5 separate regions of the Mus musculus genome follow, and regions 1, 2, 4 and 5 are each linked to region 3. Evidence: chromatin contacts called from public Hi-C and promoter capture Hi-C data. All regions are on one chromosome and are shown on one strand. Each heading gives the region's core, a stretch centred on a gene start, on an enhancer-like site or on the middle of the called end of the contact. The rest is flanking DNA. Distances are from core to core; before and after follow the strand shown. Region 1 holds the start of Mrpl32 (mitochondrial ribosomal protein L32). Region 2 holds the start of Net1 (neuroepithelial cell transforming gene 1). Region 3 holds the start of Larp4b (La ribonucleoprotein domain family, member 4B). Region 4 holds the start of Gdi2 (guanosine diphosphate (GDP) dissociation inhibitor 2). Region 5 holds the start of Cdk13 (cyclin-dependent kinase 13).

The links. Promoter capture Hi-C pulls out the DNA fragments that hold promoters and counts their contacts. Hi-C and Micro-C count contacts between places; a contact is called where the count stands out from the background.
Region 1: a contact with region 3 is called in a promoter capture Hi-C map of pre-B cells. The contact joins the promoter of Mrpl32 here to the promoter of Larp4b in region 3. A contact is called at or near these places in 1 of 39 promoter capture datasets (pre-B cells) and 1 of 484 Hi-C or Micro-C datasets (CD4 T cells).
Region 2: a contact with region 3 is called in a promoter capture Hi-C map of cranial neural crest. The contact joins the promoter of Net1 here to the promoter of Larp4b in region 3. A contact is called at or near these places in 2 of 39 promoter capture datasets (cranial neural crest and pre-B cells) and 1 of 484 Hi-C or Micro-C datasets (CD4 T cells).
Region 4: a Hi-C map of CD8 T cells shows a contact between it and region 3, with 4 times the contacts expected there. The contact joins the promoter of Gdi2 here to the promoter of Larp4b in region 3.
Region 5: a contact with region 3 is called in a promoter capture Hi-C map of cranial neural crest. The contact joins the promoter of Cdk13 here to the promoter of Larp4b in region 3. A contact is called at or near these places in 2 of 39 promoter capture datasets (cranial neural crest and pre-B cells).

What each region holds. Positions count from the first base shown.
Region 1 is chr13:14,611,244-14,615,399 of GRCm38.p6, reverse strand. It overlaps Mrpl32 (mitochondrial ribosomal protein L32), which reads left to right and starts at 2,363. Exons shown (of 3, transcript NM_029271.2): 1 at 2,363-2,508; 2 at 3,796-3,977. The coding sequence starts at 2,382. Psma2 (proteasome subunit alpha 2) reads right to left here and starts at 2,158. Exons shown (of 8, transcript NM_008944.2): 1 at 2,085-2,158. The coding sequence starts at 2,125.
Region 2 is chr13:3,916,716-3,920,408 of GRCm38.p6, reverse strand. Net1 (neuroepithelial cell transforming gene 1) reads left to right here and starts at 2,189. Exons shown (of 12, transcript NM_019671.3): 1 at 2,189-2,471. The coding sequence starts at 2,344.
Region 3 is chr13:9,091,652-9,095,473 of GRCm38.p6, reverse strand. It overlaps Larp4b (La ribonucleoprotein domain family, member 4B), which reads right to left and starts at 1,593. Exons shown (of 18, transcript NM_172585.3): 1 at 1,294-1,593.
Region 4 is chr13:3,535,907-3,539,954 of GRCm38.p6, reverse strand. It overlaps Gdi2 (guanosine diphosphate (GDP) dissociation inhibitor 2), which reads right to left and starts at 1,880. Exons shown (of 11, transcript NM_008112.4): 1 at 1,612-1,880. The coding sequence starts at 1,656.
Region 5 is chr13:17,802,443-17,806,389 of GRCm38.p6, reverse strand. It overlaps Cdk13 (cyclin-dependent kinase 13), which reads left to right and starts at 1,293. Exons shown (of 14, transcript NM_027118.1): 1 at 1,293-2,952. The coding sequence starts at 1,739.

The sequences.
Region 1 (4,156 bases), core at 1,114-3,613, 5.5 Mb before region 3:
CAGAGCAAGTGGGGGCAGAAGGATAAGCTGAAAGGCATCCTTAGTTACTGGCCATTTGAAGCCAGCCTGGGTCACCAATAATTCTGACACAAAAAGAAATTAAATAACTAATAACTTAAAAACTCAGTCCCTCACGATCTATGTCCATTTGTCTCAGCTATAATGAAACCACTTAGGACCGACCGTATTTGTTTTGTTTACAAATATAAGCGACTACCATGCAAAATTTAGTCTCTGTCAATTATATAATGAAATCATTTGCTAAGGAATTTAATGGAATTCATTTAAAGATTTCAAAATAATAACATTAACTCACTTCTTATGTGAAACTGTAAAGGGCAATTCTCAAAAGATAATATATTGTAACAAAAAGTCTATTAATTGTTTTCAAAACCAACAAGGTTTGAGTCCTGATTTACCTATTTGTGGACAACCTTGAAAAAGTTCAATTGTCCAGGTTCATCTATAACTCATTATACATAGGTGGTAATGGAAAAACCACTACTAGTTACTGTTATATTCAACAAGTAGATCCTGGCTGCCTTCAGCTGTCAGTCCTTAAGAAAATGGTCAACTGGAGGGCATCATCCTGAGTGAGGTAACACATTCACAAAGGAACTCACACAATATGTACTCACTGATAAGTGGATATTAGCCCAAAACCTAGGATACCCAAGATATAAGATACAATTTGCTAAACACATGAAACTCAAGAAAAATGAAGACTGAAGTGTGGACACTATGCCCCTCCTTAGAAGTGGGAACAAAACACCCTTGGAAGGAGTTACAGAGAGAAAGTTTGGAGCTGAGATGAAAGGATGGACCATGTAGAGACTGCCTTATCCAGGGATCCACCCCATAATCAGCATCCAAACGCTGACACCATTGCATACACTAGCAAGATTTTATCGAAAGGACCCAGATGTAGCTGTCTCTTGTGAGACTATGCCAGGGCCTAGCAAACACAGAAGTGGATGCTCACAGTCAGCTAATGGATGGATCACAGGGCTCCCAATGGAGGAGCTAGAGAAAGTAGCCAAGGAGCTAAAGGGATCTGCAACCCTATAGGTGGAACAACATTATGAACTAACCAGTACCCCGGAGCTCTTGACTCTAGCTGCATATGTATCAAAAGATGGCCTAGTCGGCCATCACTGGAAAGAGAGGCCCATTGGACACACAAACTTTATATGCCCCAGAACAGGGGAACGCCAGGGCCAAGGAGGGGGAGTGGGCGGGTAGGGGAGTGGGGGTGGGTGGGTATGGGGGACTTTTGGTATAGCATTGGAAGTGTGAATGAGCTAAATACCTAATAAAAAAATGGAAAGAAAAAAAAAAAAAAAGAAAGAAAATGGTCAAAACACAGTCCTTTGTCTAAGTTCATCCATGATGGTTTTTTCTTAAACAGGGAACAATAGTTCCCCTTAACTGCACTTTGAGAAAATATATATAACTCTTTAATTCTTTCTCCCAAAACATAAGGGTCTAAAATCGTTTTAAAGCAATTTGTTAGTGGATCAAGCAAAATACAGAGGTTATCAGTTTGCATGTGCCACAAAAACTTGACAGGAAATCAGCGCCTTCATTTTATACTTCTTAAGCTTCTACAGGAGCACAGGCGAAACCGAAAGCAGTGTGAGCTTCAAAGCACATCGCTGCTAAACAGAGACTAAAACTAAGATTTAACAGCAAATAAGGATCTCCCAAAAGAAAAAGGACGTCTCACACGTCCCATAAGGAGTCTGGGTTTACAAAGCTCTCGCTCAGGCCTAGCCGGGCCAGTAAAGAAATCCTGGACCTGAAGAGAGCAGCTGAAAACAGACTATCTCAAAGCACCCTTCTCCTAGTCTAGAAGGAGAGCCAGTGCTTAGTGCTTGGCTTGGGGCCTCCCGTCCCTCGGCCCGCAACACGGCCGGCCTCAGCCAGGGCCCAGGCCTGGCACGGAACATGACTCTGCAAAGCTACGAGTCCAGCTCCGTCACCGTGCACTCCTACGCAAACACCAGCCAGGTCCGACACACGGGACCATGTCTGGGGCGCTCCTGTGATCTGCGACGCATGGAACCTGCGGGTCCCCCGAATACCTGAATGTAGTCAGCGAGAAGCTGTAACCGCGCTCTGCCATCTTTACCCGGAAAGTCGGAACACAGCCACGCACATGCGCAGTAAGTATGCTTCCTTTAATTTTTTTTTTCTTCTTTGCTCTGATTGGAGGAGAGTCACCTAGGGGTAGCTGGGAGTTGGAGTTTTTGGATCACAGCGGTCTTTGACCCTTGCGCATGCGCAAGAGGGGCCTGCGCATGCTCTGAGCGAGGAGGCGGGGAAGTGGGCGGACTTAACGCATGCGCTCAGCCCGCGTCCCGCTCTGTCTTGAGAAGATCATGGCTCCTTCGTTGCTGCTGCTTTCACTACCATGGCCGGTGCGTCCCGGACCGCTCCAGAGGTGCTGGGAGCTGCTACAACGGCAACTGCAGCAGAGCTGGAGTCGCTTTGTCAGTCCTCCGTGGGGTCCGTAAGGAGAGAGTTCGTGGAAAGAGGGTTGGTGAGGGCTTCCGGGTTGTAGCGTGGTTTTTGGTTGGTTGATTGGTTCGTTATTTTATTTGTTTGTTTGTTTATTGGTTATTTATTTATTTATTTATTTATTTATTTATTTATTTATTTATTTATTGAAACTGTCACCGTAGCCAGGGTGGTCTAGAACTCACTGTATAGCCCAGGCTAGCTTCGTATTTATTTATTTATTTATTTATTTATTGAAACTGTCACCGTAGCCAGGGTGGTCTAGAACTCACTGTGTAGCCCAGGCTAGCTTCGAGCTCCTGGTATCTTGGGCGTTAAATTTGAGATTGCTGTATTATTTACAGTGTATCGCAAAAGTGATAATGCCCAGTCTGAACAGAGATATATTTTATTATATCTCAAGCGCAGCATAATAAATAATTGTCTCCATGTTCTACCTGAGATAATCATTTCAGTCCATTCGTTGTCTAATAGGCCTGTGCTTGGACAGTTTATGTAGTGGTAAGAAGTCCTAAGAATTGAACGAACGTTCGCAAGTCTGAAGAACATAAGAAAGGGTAAAGAAGTGATCTAAGCAATTTAGAAAAACAAAGGTGAAACACTTGATAATCTCATAAATAATAAATCTTTTCTTAGAACACAGGTTAAGATTAAATATTAAGGAAAAATTTAATGGCTTTAGGAACCTACCAGGTTTAAAGAAAAAGGACCTAACTGGATCAGGATAGTGTGGTACAGATGACCATTGTAGTCATCTCAGTGATGTGAGTGAATGTAGGGAGTCTCGGGATTAGATTACTTGTACACTACTTATTACTGAACTGCAGTGTCCCGGATTATATACGGAGGAAATGCTTAGTAGAGTAGCCTGGCTGCTTTGGTAGCTTGCAATAAGAAAGCATTCCAGTTGAAGTATTTTAAATTGCCTTTTATATGAGCTTTAGTATATTTTAATAGCTGGGGATTATTACTAATGTTTGTTGTGTTTAACATTCAAAACTATTTATGTCAGGCCAGCCATATGGCTCAGTAGTAAAGGACCTTGTTGCTAAGTCTCAGGACCTGGGTCCTAGCCCCATGGCCAGTATGACGTAAGGAGAGAACTAACTCTGAAAGCTGTCCTCTGACCTTACATGTGCACATATACTCACAAACACATATAATTTATAGGTGTGTATATTTAGTGACACTACACATGTTGACTGTTAAAGGAAATAGTGGCTGTATTCATTTAGGAACTCCGAGTTGATTCGGCATCTCTGTTTTGTTTTATAGCACCAGCATTAGCCGTCCAGAGACCATCCATCCTCACAGAGCTAGCACATGATACTTGTGAAAATAAAGAGAATTCCAGCTTTTTAGATAGTATCTTTTGGATGGCAGCTCCCAAAAACAGACGCACCATCGAAGTTAACCGATGTAGGAGAAGAAACCCTCAAAAGCTTATTAAAATTAAGGTAATGTGTGAACGGGTGTAGGTGTGTGCACATACACACTCTCTTCCACAAGTCTAACACTGAATAGCCCGGTATTGTATTTGTGTAGCAGAGAAAACCAGCCTTATAATAGTCTTAGCATCTTGTTTGGCTCATCATGGATAGATACGTAATCTAATTCTTCCTTAATGTTTTAAGAT
Region 2 (3,693 bases), core at 940-3,439, 5.2 Mb after region 3:
AAACCAGCTTCAGTATCTTCAGGAATAGAGACAAACTAACTTGCTTCTGTGTGTAAAAGTGTGTGGTTCCACTAAAATATCTTCATTCTACCAAACTCGGCATAGAGATCAATTGTTTTGGATGACATTTCTGTATTTACATTGTATTTGCTAAACGCAATATTTTCTCCAGTATCTCACTCTGTTTAAGAATTCTTAAATCAAGAAAATAAAAATAAAAAGCATTTTTAAGTGCCAAAAGTCTTACCACCTAGAAAAATTTAATTAATCTCAACTTTCTATTCTGTATAATTACAAAGAGTGATTTATAATTAATTATAGTTCTTTTGTGGGTAGGATTACTATTCTATGATGAAACACCATTATCAAAAGCAACTTGGAGGGGGGAGGGCTTATTTTACTCACACTCCCCTCACAAATCACTTCATGATTTGTCATAGGGTTTCTATTACTGTGATAAAACACTGTGACAGAGGGGGAAAAAAACTTGAGGAGGGTTTATTCAGCTTACACTTCTATATCACAGTTCATCATCAAGGGAAGTCAGGACAGGAACCCAAGCAGTGCAGGAACCTGGAGGCAAGAGCTGACGCAGAGGCCGTGGAAGAGTGCTTACTAGCTTGTTCGTCATGTCTTCCTCTCCCTACTTTCTTACAGAACCCAGGACTACCAGCCCAAGAATGGTATAGCCATGATGGGCTGGCCTATTTCCCATCAACTACTAATTAAGAAAATGTTCTATAGACTTACCTACCGCCTAATATTAGAGAGGGTTTGTCATGGTTTGAATATGCTTGGCCCAGGGAGTGGCACTGTTTGGAGGCATGGCCTTGTTGGAGTAAGTGTGTCACTGTGGGTGTGAGCTTGAATACCCTTGTTCTATCTGCCTGGAAGCCAGTATTCTGCTAGCAGCCTTCAGATGAAGATATAGAACTCTCAGCTCTTCCTGTACCATGCCTGCCTGGATGCTGCCATGTTCCTGCCTTGATGATAATGGACTGAATCTGTATTCCAGCCCCAATTAAATATTGTCCTTATAAGGGCTGTCTCTTTCATGGTGTCTGTTCACAGCAGTAAAACCCTAAAACAGAATTTTTCTAAATTGACATAAAACTAGCCATCATTGTTCTATATTTCATATTTTATGCTTTCAGTTAAAATCACAATGTTTTGTTTTACTATATACCTCTTATTTTTAATTTTCTTTTATTTTCAAGATTATAATATAATCACACCATTTTCTCCCTTCTCTTTTCTCCTTCCCAACTCTCTCCTATACCCCTTCTTGCTATCTTTCACATTCATGGACTCTTTTTATTAATTATTGTTACATAGTCAATATGTAACAATATGTTATACATATATGTTCCTAAATACACAAATACAGCCAGCTCAGTCTGTATGATGTTATTTGTATGTTTTCAGGGCTAGCTGTTAGTATTGGCTAACCAATGGTATTCCCTGAAGAAGACCATTTCTTTATCGGCTGAATGCAGTCTTCACAGTTAATCAGTTATATTTAGACATCTCCCAGTCATTCATTTAGATTGCCTTTAATTTTTCTATTATACACAACATCATTAATATCTCCCTGTATACAAGAGAGACTACATTTAAGACCATTAGCGATATTTAAAATCAGAGAACGTTTTTATTTACCAATCTTCACATAATAACCTGAGCAGGGTCCCTTGTTTCATGCTGCACGTTTTGCAGTCTTGCAAGCAGAGAAAGCAGCCCTTTCCATTCGGTAAAGCGACTGTGTCCTACTTACTGAAAGACAGGAGTACATAACTAGATTTCACTGGTTCTCTAGAGACATCCTGGAGAACAAAGTATTGTCTTTGGCAATTGGGAATATATTCCACATGTATAACTTAGTGTTTATACGTCCAACTGCCTCTTGCTTTGGGGTCAATACCTTCATCCTGTCTAACGCTAAACAACAACAAATGATAAACAGCTTCCGATCCATTTTCCTGCCCTGCAAGTGAAAGTTCTAGTGAATAGAGACTGCCTTTCAGGAGTAAGGTGTGTAGTTAAAATAAATCCCCAAATTCCTAACTTTCACCTTACCACTTTCCCTTTGTCACTGGAGCTCCTAAAAGTTTGGTATGAAGTCTTCTGATTAGGGCGGGACTCCACGTAGCCTAGCAACCGCTTCCCACTCTCTGATTGGCCGATCTCTGGGCAGCCGCCATTTTCAAATCCCCGGATGACGGCGGTAGCCGCTCTCTGCTAGAAGGCGACTTGCTGCCTCGCAGAAGCTGGCGGGCATTGTGCCCGCCACGATCGGTCTCCTGGGCACTGGGCCACCGCCCCACCAACCCCCCTTCTCCGGACATGGAGCCAGAGCCGGCGGCTCAGAAGCAGCCCCGACCTCGGAGGAGAAGCCGCAGGGTCTCAATGCTCAGCGAGGAACCTGCCGCGGGGCTTCCGGCCGACACACCCGGGCCGGCGGCGAACGAGAGGTGAGGGTGGCGGGAGGTGGGTGAGAGCCGGGGACCGAGTCTGGAGACTCAGGACGGGATGGACTGGACGGTGGGTGACCAAGGACTGGCAGTGCAGTAGGGGAGGTTGGGGAAGGCCGGGCAGAAATGCCGCGGGAGGAGAGTGCGCTGCCCGGCGGGCTGCACCGAGGGCTGCACAGCGACTGCTCGGCCCTGCGTAGAAGGGGTGGACTCGTTGGACTTGTTGACAATCTCCTTTAACCCCGTCCCTGGGGAACCGTACATCTGCACCAGAGCTGTTCTCTACCAGAAACTAGTTGTGGATGCAGGCGCTCAGATCAAGACTGTCGTGGACCCTGTGATGAGAAGAGGAATTGTCACCTGAACAGATACCAACCCTTTCAGCCTAAAAGCGGCTGTTCAAATGAAATGTCCTTTGCAGACCAGAACAGGACAGGCTCCTGGAATGAAGAGATCAGAGAAAGACTCTTTCTGGCTTTTCAGTTATTAGCACATTTTCACATTCTGTGTTGTATCTTCATTTCTATGTGTCTGGGAAAGGCAAACACTAGGTTGATTTCAGAAATCTGTGTCTGGAAGAGAGGCTGTGGGAGTCATAATATTTTTATTAAATAGGAAATTGAAATGGCATTTGTCTGGACTACTCTGTCATTCTTTTGCCCTTCGAAATATGAGAAATGGTCTCAAAGTACTGAATGCAATGGTTTCCCATTATAACGTTAGACATTGAGTTACAAAGTATGTAACTTTGTTCAAATCTACGTCTACATAGTGAGTTTATGATAGTGTCTGCCTCATATAAGGCACTGTGTGAACATCAGTACTTATCATGGGCCTCGGCAGAAAACTCGGCAGAAATCTTGTCTGTCAGTTTTAAATCTGTTAAAGTAACAGTGCTGTGTCTGCTCCATCTTTTCAGACATCCCCATGGTCCACTTGACATGATTTCAGGGTTTTTTTGGTTTTGTTTCTGAGACAAGTTCTCACTGTGTAACTTGGTTACCCCAGAACTCACTACCTGTGTAGAGACGCTGGCCACAAACTCATATTGTACTTCTGTACCAGAGCTGTTCTCCATGGAAACTGGTGGACTGTAGGTGGTCTTACATCCATAGGACTATTGGTGAGAAGAGGAATTGTCACCAAGCAGGCTCCAAACCGTTCTGCCTAAAAACTGGTCTTTCTTCCTTAGCCTCCCCCTGTTCTCGGATTGCAGTGTGAA
Region 3 (3,822 bases), core at 344-2,843:
TAAATAAGAGAAGCCAACCAAGTTAGGGAAGTATAGAAATTGCACATAATATACTAAAAGACCACCAAAAACAAAAACCATCACCCTTTTCTCCTCTTGTGGTCTTGCAAACACCAACTCAAAACAAACTGCAAGTGCATTTTAAATATTCAACTCAATTTGAAAAGGGAAGCAGCTAAATATCCTAAAAGAAACAAATGCAGTTGCTATTGCCTCTATTTAAAACTCCCTTGTTTGACTGTGTGCTACAAACTAATTCCACTGCAGCCATGGGAAGCCCTCCCGTTTGTTCAGTTATGGAAAACTTCAAAGTTTCAGTTTATGATTAAAACAAAGTATTCCAACGCCAGTGAGAAGGTCGCGAATGGAAGGCAGATTGAGATCATTTTTCTCCGGGTCGTTTTCTCACATTTCGAGTCAGTCCAAATTCAAAGCCACCTTACACCAAAAAACGAGGGGGTTAACAAGATTACATTCACTGAAAGTCACAAGATGCAATGACCTCAACTCAACAAACTTCATGTTCTACTATACACCACTGAGAAGCAGGTGGTTAAGAGGTTCCTGGCCGGTTACCATGAGTCTTCACATTTAATTTTTATTTCTTAACTATCTCAAAGTCGGACCCGCTCAAGTCTATCAAGTGTATGGGGGAAAAGGGAGCAGCATTCCAAACACACACTCGAGCAACAGGATCCTAACTTCCTGGTTCTAAAGGAATGCGATTCCCTAATGAGCCACCTCTCCCCGCAGCAGCGAGCGCGGCTGTCTGGCCGGTCTCCGGCGGGACCGAGGGGGGCGAGGCCCCGGGCGCCGCACTGCGGGTCCCCGGGGCCCGCCCGCCTGCCCTCGGGGCGATGGTGGCCTGCGACCCCAGCCCATTCTCCTCGGGCTGCATAGGCAAACCCCCAAGAGCCTGGGAGACGCGGCCTCCGGGAAGACTCTGCACACGTCTCACTTCGCTCCAGTCCTCCCCGGCCAGGGCCGTGTCAGTCAGGTCTGACCCCGGCCCGCAGGTCCTCCCAGGTCCAGCCTACCCCGGGCTATCGGGGCCACAGTCCAGCCTGCCCTGCCGCTCCCTCCGCGGCACTGCCCCTCTTTCTGTCCTCCCCAGCGCCGGCCCCAGCCCGGCCCTGTGCCGTTCCCCTCCCCGCCCGGGCCCGGCCCTGCCCGCCACTGGCCCCGTCCCTCCGGGAAGATGGCGGCCCGGTGACAGGCTGGTGGAGGCGCGGGTCCGAGCACGGGGCGCGGAGGGAGGCCGCCCCGTCGGTGACCGAGGACCGCCCCGCTCACCTGTCAGCCGCCCGCCCCGCCCGACCGGCCGCCCGCGGGCTCGTCGCCGCAGCCCCGGTGCCCGGCGACCGCGCAAAACACGCGGGGACGGCCGAGGAGGGAGACGGCAAGAAAAGGCGGCACGGCCGGGCCGGGCCGGAGACAGCAAAGAAGAGCGGGCGCGGACTTGGCAGCGACGGCAGCCGATCCTTCCTTTTTCGGGCCCGAAAATGTCTCAACCTCGAGACTCCAGATCCCCAACGCTCCTTCCCGTTCGCATGAGAACACACAGATCCCACTTCCGGGGCCCTGCGGAAGTCCCACCCCCGCGCGGCCCCGCGCCCTACCCCGGCGCCCTCACCCACCCGGCCCGCCGACTGGCGTTTGGCGCCCAGGAGAGCCTAGCGTCATGGAGGCGCTGCGTAGCGATTGGCTAAGAGGGGACGCGAGTCCTCCCTTCTACTTCCCCCGGCCTCTCGGCGCGCACCCATCTCGCGGCATCTGTGATTGGCGCGTGCGCGCACGACGCCAATTTCCCCCCCCACACCCCGCACCGCCCCGCGCCGCCCCACCCCGCCCCGCCCCGCCCTGAGCTGCTGCGCGCGCCGCACACCTCGTCTCTCCCCGCCCATTCTGCAAGCCCCGCCCTGTAGCAGTCGGAGCGCCAGTTGTAGGCAGCTTAGCATCTTATGAGCAAGTGCTGGGGTGTGGGGCGTCCCAGGCTGGTGGCGTCCTGAAAGCGCACCCCTCGCTCCGGACCCGCTGTCCCCAGGACCTGGACCCATGTCCGGCATTTCTCTACAGCTTCCCCGACTTCAGTATGGGACAAGAATGATTTGGATAAGCAAAGAAACCTGCTCTTGTCGCTTCCCAGAGAATTGAAAATACTAAAACCCTTCTTTTATCGATTTTCTTTTAAAAAAAAAAAAGAAAAAACGTATATTACATTTACTTTACTTAAAACTTGCTGCCTACTTATCTGCGTTTATTCGCCGGTTGCTTACTGTCTATAATTCATTATTCGAAGCCATACGAATTTTTCCCGAATGAAAAAGCTCTCTTGGAACAATATCCATGGTTACCATACCATACCATACCATACCATACCATACCATGGTTCTGCTCATTGGTTTCTAGGAACATTTTTCAAATACTGAAGAGTGCATTTTGGAAGAACCATCTTTGACTCTCCTGTATTGGGTCTTTTTTGTGGGAGTTTCTTCTCTTCCTCCCTCTGGGTCTTGATGCTCAAACTCTTGGTGTTTACACTTCAGAGCAAAGGCCTTAACCAAGTGAGCCACCTCACCCAGCCTCTATGTGACACCTTGTTGCAGTTACTAGGCTTAAGACTGTTTCCTAGTTAACTATTTCACAGGCATTCTCACAGTATTTAGTCTCATAGTAACTATTCTCACGGTATTTCTTCTTCAAAGACCAGTTCTCACTATTTTTACACAGGCTGGCTCCCTCGCATTGATTGTTTTGCCTCCCACCTCCCGAGTTGGAAGTACTGCCTGGCACTATGTGCCCTACTCATTGACGTGTCTCTAAAGATAATAAATTGTAAGTAAAGCTTGCCTCTGGTACTGGAAAGAATATACAACATTAGTACTATTAATGCTTTTCCCTTCCCTGGTAGTTCTGCCTGCTGTTAACACCTCGGGGTATTTGGTGTCCGTAAATGCAACTGGTACACCTAATCCAGAGTACCAACAGGTATGTCCTTCAAATATATCTTCTCCATCTTGTCAACAAAGATCTTCATGGCTCCTTGTCTTTCCTACAGGATAACATTAAGTACTATTGCATAAAAAGAAGGACTTTCACAAACTAGTGAAAACGGTCTATTTCCTTTCCTACCCTGTAGATTGAGACACCCTAACTTTCCAATTACATTAGTGTACTAAGAATTCTTAAGACATTGGGTGAGTCAACTCAGTCTATGCTAGAATAAAGCACAGCCTATACAAAGTTTTTACTGAGAACCAAGTCAGCATTTAATAGGTGTTTTTTCCTATAAATCCCCTGGGATGTGGTTCAGTGATAGTGCCTGCCTGACATATGAAAGGCCCTGGCTTCCATTCGTAGCATGGAGAGAGAAGGGGAGAAGGGGAGGAAAGGAGAGGAGAGGGAGATAGAGAGGGAGAGATGAGAACCTACGATCCAGAGCATCTTAGGTCCTAATCACTATGATTCTGTTTCCCTCATACGCCTACCCTCTACTTCTGATCTACTCTTGCTTATCTCCCCCCACGCCCCCCCCCCCCCGCCCCTTTCCTGTGATCCTATCTCCCTTCTAGGTCCTCTCTGTACTTTGTAGTTCTAGTAAAGACTTAGCAATCAGAGCCAGATGCAATGGCTCTCACCTTTTGCTTGAGCAGCTCATGGAGGTGAACCAGATGGATCACTGAACTCCAAGCACTCCTGGGGAGCGTCAGTGTGAAACACTGTTTCAAAAAAATAACTGAAACAAGATATCCATCCAGTCACTACTATCCCCCTTTTTAAACTTTTAAACACTTCATTTTCTTTTCTTGTATGTGTATATGT
Region 4 (4,048 bases), core at 631-3,130, 5.6 Mb after region 3:
GGCCTTGCCTTTCATCCCAACACCCAGAAGGCAGGGATAGGCAGAGCTCTGCATTCCTGGACAACCAGAGCTACAAGGTGAGAACTTGTCAGAATTCAATAATCTCTTCTAGCAATCATTCATCACTTCAAAGAGAAAAATAAGCTTTTCCTAAAAGTATTAAAAGAAAAAAAGTAGAATAAAAAATCTTGAAGGTTTTCTCTAAAACAGTTATTTCCGAGTATTTTATCTTAAAGATATTAATTTGATTCTAAGAAATGCCAATGCAAGCTGGGCGGTGGTGGAGGCAGAGACAGGCGAATTTCTGAGTTCGAGGCCAGCCTGGTCTACAAAGTGAGTTCCAGGACAGCCAGGGCTACTTAGAGAAACCCTGTCTCGAGGAAAAAAAAAAAAAAGAAAGAAAGAAATGCCAATGCATTTCAACAAAGTCGAAAGCCGTGGGGCTCTTATTAAATGACTTGGACATTTGATGGATAGACATATGGGATCCATACATCAATGTTCCAGATGAAGTAATTTACCCATAATTTCACATTCAATACCCCCCCCACACACACACACCGCAATTGATATTCAAAATGGTCGGTTCTCTTCCCAACTCCTTTTTGCAAAAGATCAGCCCTTTTGTCACAGTGGGGGGCCGGGGGGAAAGCACAAAGTATAAAAACCTGTCTATATTTTTCCCATATTTAAGCAGATAGATACTGACGAAAACGTACTGGAGCATTAGGGACCGCCTTACATTTACATACCAGTACATTCACACTGCGCATTTATTTTCTAACCTCCCAGAAGTGTAACAAGTACAGAGAACTTAGCCTCCCCCTTCTCAAGAAACTGTGGCGGCACGCAATAAACCAAACAAAAGGGAAGCACGGGCCGGACGTGAAAAGTATTTAACAGACAAGTTTTGAGAAAATTCATTTCCCATTTCAAGCGAGTGGATGAGAGGGCAGTGAAGCAATTAGAAAAAGGGTGTTTGTTTTTTTCCTAAAGAAACTCGTTTCATGATTTTCTCTAGAAACTTAAGTTGGCCAAACTCTAGGACAAATTATCGATCAGCGATCATCCTTCTGTTTGGCTTTCTGCGCCCTGAGACTAGCTGAGTAAGCTGCTGCTGCTGCTGCTGCTGCTGCTACTCGCCACTTACATAGGAAGTGCAGGCGCCAGCAGCGACTCCCTCCCGCTCGGTCCAGGGCTTGCCTGCTTCCAAGCGGGAGAGGTCATTCACCCAAAGGGGAAGTGCAAGGAGCACAAGCTGTTTTCCCGGTCCTCTTCCTTCCTGCAGGAGGACGAGGCTGTCTCTCTCCGGCTGCTGGGCGGTTCTGCCCTCAACTTCCCAATGGGCAGGCTTCCCACGGACACGTCCCGGCTTCCACATCCTGGTTTTCCCTAACACACTACCGACGCCTTCAAATCACTGCATCCCAACAAGCCACGACCTCCCTATCCCAGACTCAACGCGGGCGAGTGGGGACGGCCCCCAAGGGGGCGCAGACACCGGCAGTTCGGGCGCGGGCGAGGCTCGTGCACACCGATGGGACCCGCCCTCGCCCCCGGGCCCGGCGGAGGCCGGCCGGCCGCGTCTCCCCGCAGCCCGCCGCAGCTCACCGTCAGGCCGGTGCCCAGCACGATCACGTCGTATTCCTCATTCATGGCGGGGAAAGGAGCGCACGCGGGGGCTCGGAGGCCGCCGTAGAGAAGGGAGCGAGAAGTCCGGCCGCTCTGGGCCCCGGGGGTCGGGGGGAAAGGGAAAAAGCGAGGAGAGGAAAAACGGAGCTGAGGAGGAGGAGAGGCCGGCCGCCACCTCAACGGGAAGAGAAGAGCAGGGAGGGGAGGGAGGGGAGGCGGGGAGAGCGCGGGGTGAGGAGAGCGAGCTCCGGCGCCGGGGCGGGGCGTGCGAGAGGCCGACGGCGCCGTCAGTCAAGGGGATCCTGCTCTCTCATTGGTGAATTTCCTTAACCCCACCTCTCCCCCCCTCGTTCCCCTCTCGCGAGAGAAGGGCGGACTGCTGCCATCTTGGCTTCCGGTTTTGCGCTTTTTTTTTTTTTTTTTTTTTAAATTTCACCCGTCTTGTGCTCCTGTGGTATGGGCGGCGACATGCGAAGCTGAGGGTCTAGTTGAATAGGAGGAACAAGGCGGAAACTGCAGCTGGGCTACCACGTGCCTGACTCTCGCGCCAAGGTGTGAGATGGAGCACGGTTGTTTAGGCTTCGGGCCACGGAGCCCAAGCTCCGCCCTTGGGACTTTGAGAGGTGTACGTGCATCGCCCTGGCCGAGCGGGGCCAAGTCGTGAGGACGCCAGCCTCTCCGAAGGTTGGCAGCCTCGTTGCCTCTGCAGCTTGGCTCCTGGCCCTGCCCCTGCCCCTGCCCGCGCGGGGCTGGGAAGACCTCAGGATTCTGTGTGCCCTGCTTTAAACTTGTATGGTTCTGTTCGAACAAATAAATGTGTTCTAAACTGGTATCCATGCTTTAGGTAAAATGTGGTCCAGAATGGCTTTCCTATATAATGCTCCGCATTCTAGCTTGTGATGCAAAGCAGGTTATAAATTTAAGAGTTGATAACCCTGGTACCCAAGCAACTGGGCTTCAACTAGTCTCTCAGGCTGAAGGCTGCCAAAATGTGCTTATAAAGGCAAATGCTGAATTGCACTATATTTTGTATGTTTGCTGTGTTTCAGCCTCTACATGCAATTACCACACTAGAGGTGGGGCTTCTGAACCATCTTTGGTGTGCTGCCTGGTTCTGGATCCTGATCCTTGTTAAAACTTTGTTGAATCTAATTAATTTCAGAGTTGTTTTGTTTTGTTTGGACAACAGAATTGTCAGGGTGCAAAGTAGACCTTCCAGTAACCCTCAGGACCATTAAAGCAACATTTGCAGGCCCCTTGGACATCAAGCTCCACTGGCTTTGAACTAGCTGTGCTGTGCCTCGGCCCTTAGCACACACCTTTAATCTTGCTGGAATACAGGCACACCCTAAGTGCACACCTTTGATTCCAAAGGTAAAACTAGTTTATTAGAAGGAAGCACCCATGTTTAACAGTGATGTCTAATTGAGTGGCTTGACTGAATCAGAGAAAGGTTTGCCAGGTTATACCCAGCTCTCAAAAGAGAGAGGGAAGGGAAGCTATTTAAGAGGCAGTACAGAAGAGGAGGAGGAAGCAGTTTTACTGTGACAGTTATAAAGGGACAGGTTGCAGAGAGGACAAATTAGACACAAGTAAAGACAGAATGAGTCAAAGAAGAGGCGAAAAACCAAAACAGATTGCTATAGTTAAAGGTCAAGCAGAGCAATTCGGAAGAAGCAGAGAGGAGCCAGATTGAATCAGTCAGCTTGGAGAGGAGTTTGAACCAGAACAGCTGAGTTGAACCATCCAGCCAGAGTTCAGAAAGAACTAGAAAGGGTGAGTTTATTCAGCAGTAAGTCTCAGAGGCTGAAAACATTCTAGGGCTACATTAGATTGTATGGAGGCTGGAAGCTTCTGCGACTAGGCCTACATTGGCAGAAAGGAGCAGTAAGTCTCCCAGATGACAGTTACACAGGAGAATAAAAGTTGCATTAAGAAGCTGGGTGTGGTGGCGCACGCCTTTAATCCCAACACTTGGGAGGCAGAAGCAGGCAGATTTCTGAGTTTGAGGCCAGCCTGGTCTACAGAGTGAGTTCCAGGACAGCCAAGGCTACACAGAGAAACCCTGTCTTGAAAAAACAAACAAACAAAAAACAAGTTACATTAACATACTATATACATACCATATGTAATCTCAGCCAGCTTTTTTTGTCTTTCCTTTACCCCCAACTTTTACTAAATCGGATTAGTTAAGTGGTCCCATTTGCTAGCTGGGTTAAAATCATAACAATTTTAAGAGTCAAACTGGAAAGTACAGTTAAGAGGAATGAATCCATGTAAGAGCCTTGACAGATACTTTTTCTTGATTTTTTTTTTAATTTGGGAAGCAATAATTATTTTTACAAAAGTTCTTTCCAATTCAAGAAGCCCAGGTCTTTCCTTCCTTGGACACCAGCTAAAGTTCATTTGCTAAAAT
Region 5 (3,947 bases), core at 44-2,543, 8.7 Mb before region 3:
GTCTGAGCTTCCATCAGTTTGTGAGATGATGCTGAGGTCAACTTGATTACTAAGTATTTAAGAACTAAAAGCCAGCTGATGATCTGAATAAATTTGTTAAGGGGTAATTACATGTACCCACTGAGCAATGTTTATCTTCTTTCCAGTATTAATGACCAATAAGCCTTTTAGATTTTAATCTAATTACCCCGAATACCTAGCCTCTAACTGAAGGGCAATCTTAAGGCAAGAGATGAGGGCATTATGTAGCTGACAGCTCATAGCTTTAGTTAGATATAATTACAGGTGAAAGTACAAAGAGGGCAGCTTCCACTACTACAAAATGTTTTTAAGGTTCCTGGGATTTTTAGTAGTCCTCCTTGATATTTTGACTCATCTTTCAGATTTACTTAATGCTTTTGCTTTATAAAGAGATTTACTTATTTCATGTATGTGACACATCAGAAGAGGGATCCCCATTACAGCTGGTTGTGAGCCACCATACTGTTGCTGGGAATTGAACTCAGGACCTCTGGAAGAGCAGTGAGTGTTCTTAACCTCTGAGCCACCTCTCCAGCCCTGTGTAAGGCTTTTTAAAGGTTCCGAAACGTCAGTGTCGCGGAAGCTCGAAGCTATGAACACCAAGTATATTTTTAGGTTACGATGGGTCCTTGAACTTGGGCGTACGTGAGTCTAGTCAAGCTAACGTCACATTCGCCCTCTGTGGGGAGTCTGCTCTCACAGATGTTCCGATCCCGTGGCTGGGGAAAAGGTAGTCGTCAAGGTTCTCCCGGGTCCTGCCGTGACCTTTTCACTGGAGGCGAGCAACAAGCGCCATGAGTGGCGCCGGAGGGAAGGCCTCCAGCGACAGCACAGCGCAGCCCACGCCTCCTCTCCTTTCTTTAACCCTGCTCCTCCGTCCCACCCCTGCCGGAAGTGGAGTGGCTCCTCGCGTCACTTCCGGTGACGGCCAGGGTCCCGGCGGGCGCGAGCACGCAGCACCTCCCCTCGCCCGCGCTCGCTCTCTCCATCGGCGTCCCCGAACGTGACGAGCGTGCGCGCCGCCGACCTAGCGTTGGGTTTAGGGGCAAAAGTCTTGAGGAACGCGGCGAGTGGGTGGTGCGCGGCGAGGGCTCGGCCAGCCAGTCGCGTCGCCGTCCCGCAGGGAGAACGCGGAGGGCAGGGAGGGGCGAGCGGCGCGCGCGGAGCCCGCGTGGAGGGGCGGAGGACAGCGAGCCGCGCCCCCGCTCCGGAAGCTGCGCGCAGTGCCCTCGGGGCGCCAGGCCCAGGCCCGTCCGAGCGCCGCGGGGTGTCGCCGCCGCCGCCACAGGACGACGTGGACGCGCCGCGGCCGGCCGGCGACGGAGGCGTGCTGTGGTCGCGCCCACTGCCCTCCCGCGAGCTCGCCCCCGACGTCAGGACGATGGAGTGAAGCGCGGCCCGCGGTGGCACTTCCGCGTTGCGCCGCCGGAGCCCGAGGCCGCCGCCGCCGCCGCCACCGCCGCCGCCCGGCACGGCCGGCTTTCCGCCGAGGATAGGATCCTCCCGCGCCAGGCCCTGACGCCGCTGCGCACACACCGCGACTGGAACCGGGGACGCGCGTCCCGACCCGGATTATCGTGGCGCGACTCCCGGCCGGCCCTGCTGCTCGCTACCCCTCCGCCGCGGCTGCCGTCCCCCTTCCCGGCGGGGGACATGGCCAGGGTCTGACCCCGGAGGAGGCCGCACCCGCGCCGCACTCTGCGGCGGGCTCTAGGCGATGCCGAGTAGCTCGGACACGGCGCTGGGGGGAGGCGGGGGCCTGAGCTGGGCCGAGAAGAAGTTGGAGGAGCGCCGCAAGCGGAGGCGATTCCTGTCCCCTCAGCAGCCGCCGCTGCTGTTGCCGCTCCTGCAGCCGCAGCTCCTGCAACCGCCGCCGCCCCCGCCGCCTCTGCTCTTCCTGGCTGCCCCCGGCGCGGCCGCCGCCGCAGCCGCCGCCGCCGCGGCCTCCTCCTCTTGCTTCAGCCCGGGCCCTCCTCTGGAGGTCAAGCGGCTGGCGAGAGGCAAGAGGCGCCCCGGAGGGCGGCAGAAGCGGCGCCGCGGGCCCCGCGCCGGGCAGGAGGCGGAGAAGCGCCGGGTCTTCTCGCTGCCCCAGCCGCAGCAGGACGGCGGTGGCGGTGCCAGTAGCGGCGGGGGTGTGACCCCGCTGGTGGAGTACGAGGATGTGAGCTCCCAGTCCGAGCAGGGGCTGCTGCTGGGGGGCGCCAGCGCGGCAACGGCGGCGACGGCTGCCGGGGGAACGGGGGGCAACGGCGGGAGTCCGGCCTCCTCCTCCGGCACGCAGAGGCGCGCGGAGGGGTCGGAGCGCAGGCCGCGCCGGGACCGCCGCAGCAGCAGCGGCCGCAGCAAGGAGCGCCACCGCGAGCACCGGCGGCGGGACGGGACGCGCAGCGGCAGCGAGGCCTCAAAGGCCCGCAGCCGCCACGGACACAGCGGCGAGGAGCGGGCGGAGGCCGCCAAGAGCGGCAGCAGCAGCAGCAGCGGCGGCCGCCGCAAGAGCGCGTCGGCTACGTCCAGCAGCAGTAGCAGCCGCAAGGACCGGGACCTCAAGGCCCACCGCAGCCGGACTAAGTCGTCCAAGGAACCGCCCTCGGCCTACAAGGAGCCGCCCAAGGCCTACCGGGAGGACAAGAGCGAGCCGAAGGCCTACAGGCGGCGGCAGCGGTCCCTGAGCCCGCTGGGAGGCCGGGACGAAAGCCCGGTGTCCCACAGGGCCTCGCAGAGCCTTCGGAGCCGCAAGTCCCCCAGTCCGGCGGGAGGTGGCAGCAGTCCTTATTCCCGGCGGCTGCCGCGCTCCCCGAGCCCCTATAGCCGGCGCCGCTCGCCCAGCTACAGCCGCCACAGCTCCTACGAGCGGGGCGGCGACGTATCCCCCAGCCCGTACAGCAGCAGCAGCTGGCGGCGCTCGCGCAGCCCCTACAGCCCAGTACTCAGGTGAGTCCTGTCCCCCCAACCCTAGGAGGCGGGGAAGGTGGGGCGAGGCGCCTCTGGTTTACTCGGTCCGCTTCCCAGGCCAGCGCTCCGGGTCGGAGGGTGGGTTTCTAGCGGAGAGGGGAGTGCTGAATGCACCTGTGAGGGTGGGAGGGACCAAGCGACCAGCCTAGGCAGGGATGAGTCCTAAGAGTTCAAAGTTTTTAACTTGTTGCTTTTAACTGTCAGCAGGTTAGTGCAAAATGCTCTCCTTTTCCAGCATTGCTATTTTGGCTTAATTTGTCTTAATACCTGCTTATGGAGAAAACGTCACTTTGTTGGTGCTTTACTAATATACAGGGACTTATATTAAAGAGCAATCAGATTCAGGAGGTGATGTCAGTTAGATAAGGATTGCAGATGTTTCATGTGGTTAATACGGGGATGGGAAAAGCAGCTTTTGTAAAGTTTAATACTCAAAATACATGTAAGTAGATGTTGATAAAAATAGTTTGAAGATAAATTATATATGAGAGTGATTCTTGTGTTGGGTAGGTTTTTTTTTTTAAATCTGATCTTTCAAAGTCATGGTTTTAAAAAGGAGGGGGAAATGACAGCTATGTCCAGTACCCAGTTGCCAATAATATATATAAGTGGATATAGTGGTACAGCGTAACTGCGTGAATGGCTTAGTACATTCTCAGGCCACTATAAATCTGAAACTGCTCACTGTAAAGTTAGGCCTTTTAAGTAATAACAATTCTCATGAACGTGTTCAGAAATTTTTGTAGAGATAATATAATCTGAAATTTGAATACTGCTTTTATATAGCTGTTAAGCCATTGTTATACGGTAACAGTCTGAAAATGTGTGTATATTGATACATATCTATTTTGTAGAGTGAATTAAAAGTAGCTTTTGAGTACTTTGCAGGTCTTGTAGCTTCTTATATTACTTAACATATTTGGGCCATCTAGGTTTTATGGTTTGGTAAACTAGTCCTAGGATTGACTAGGTTT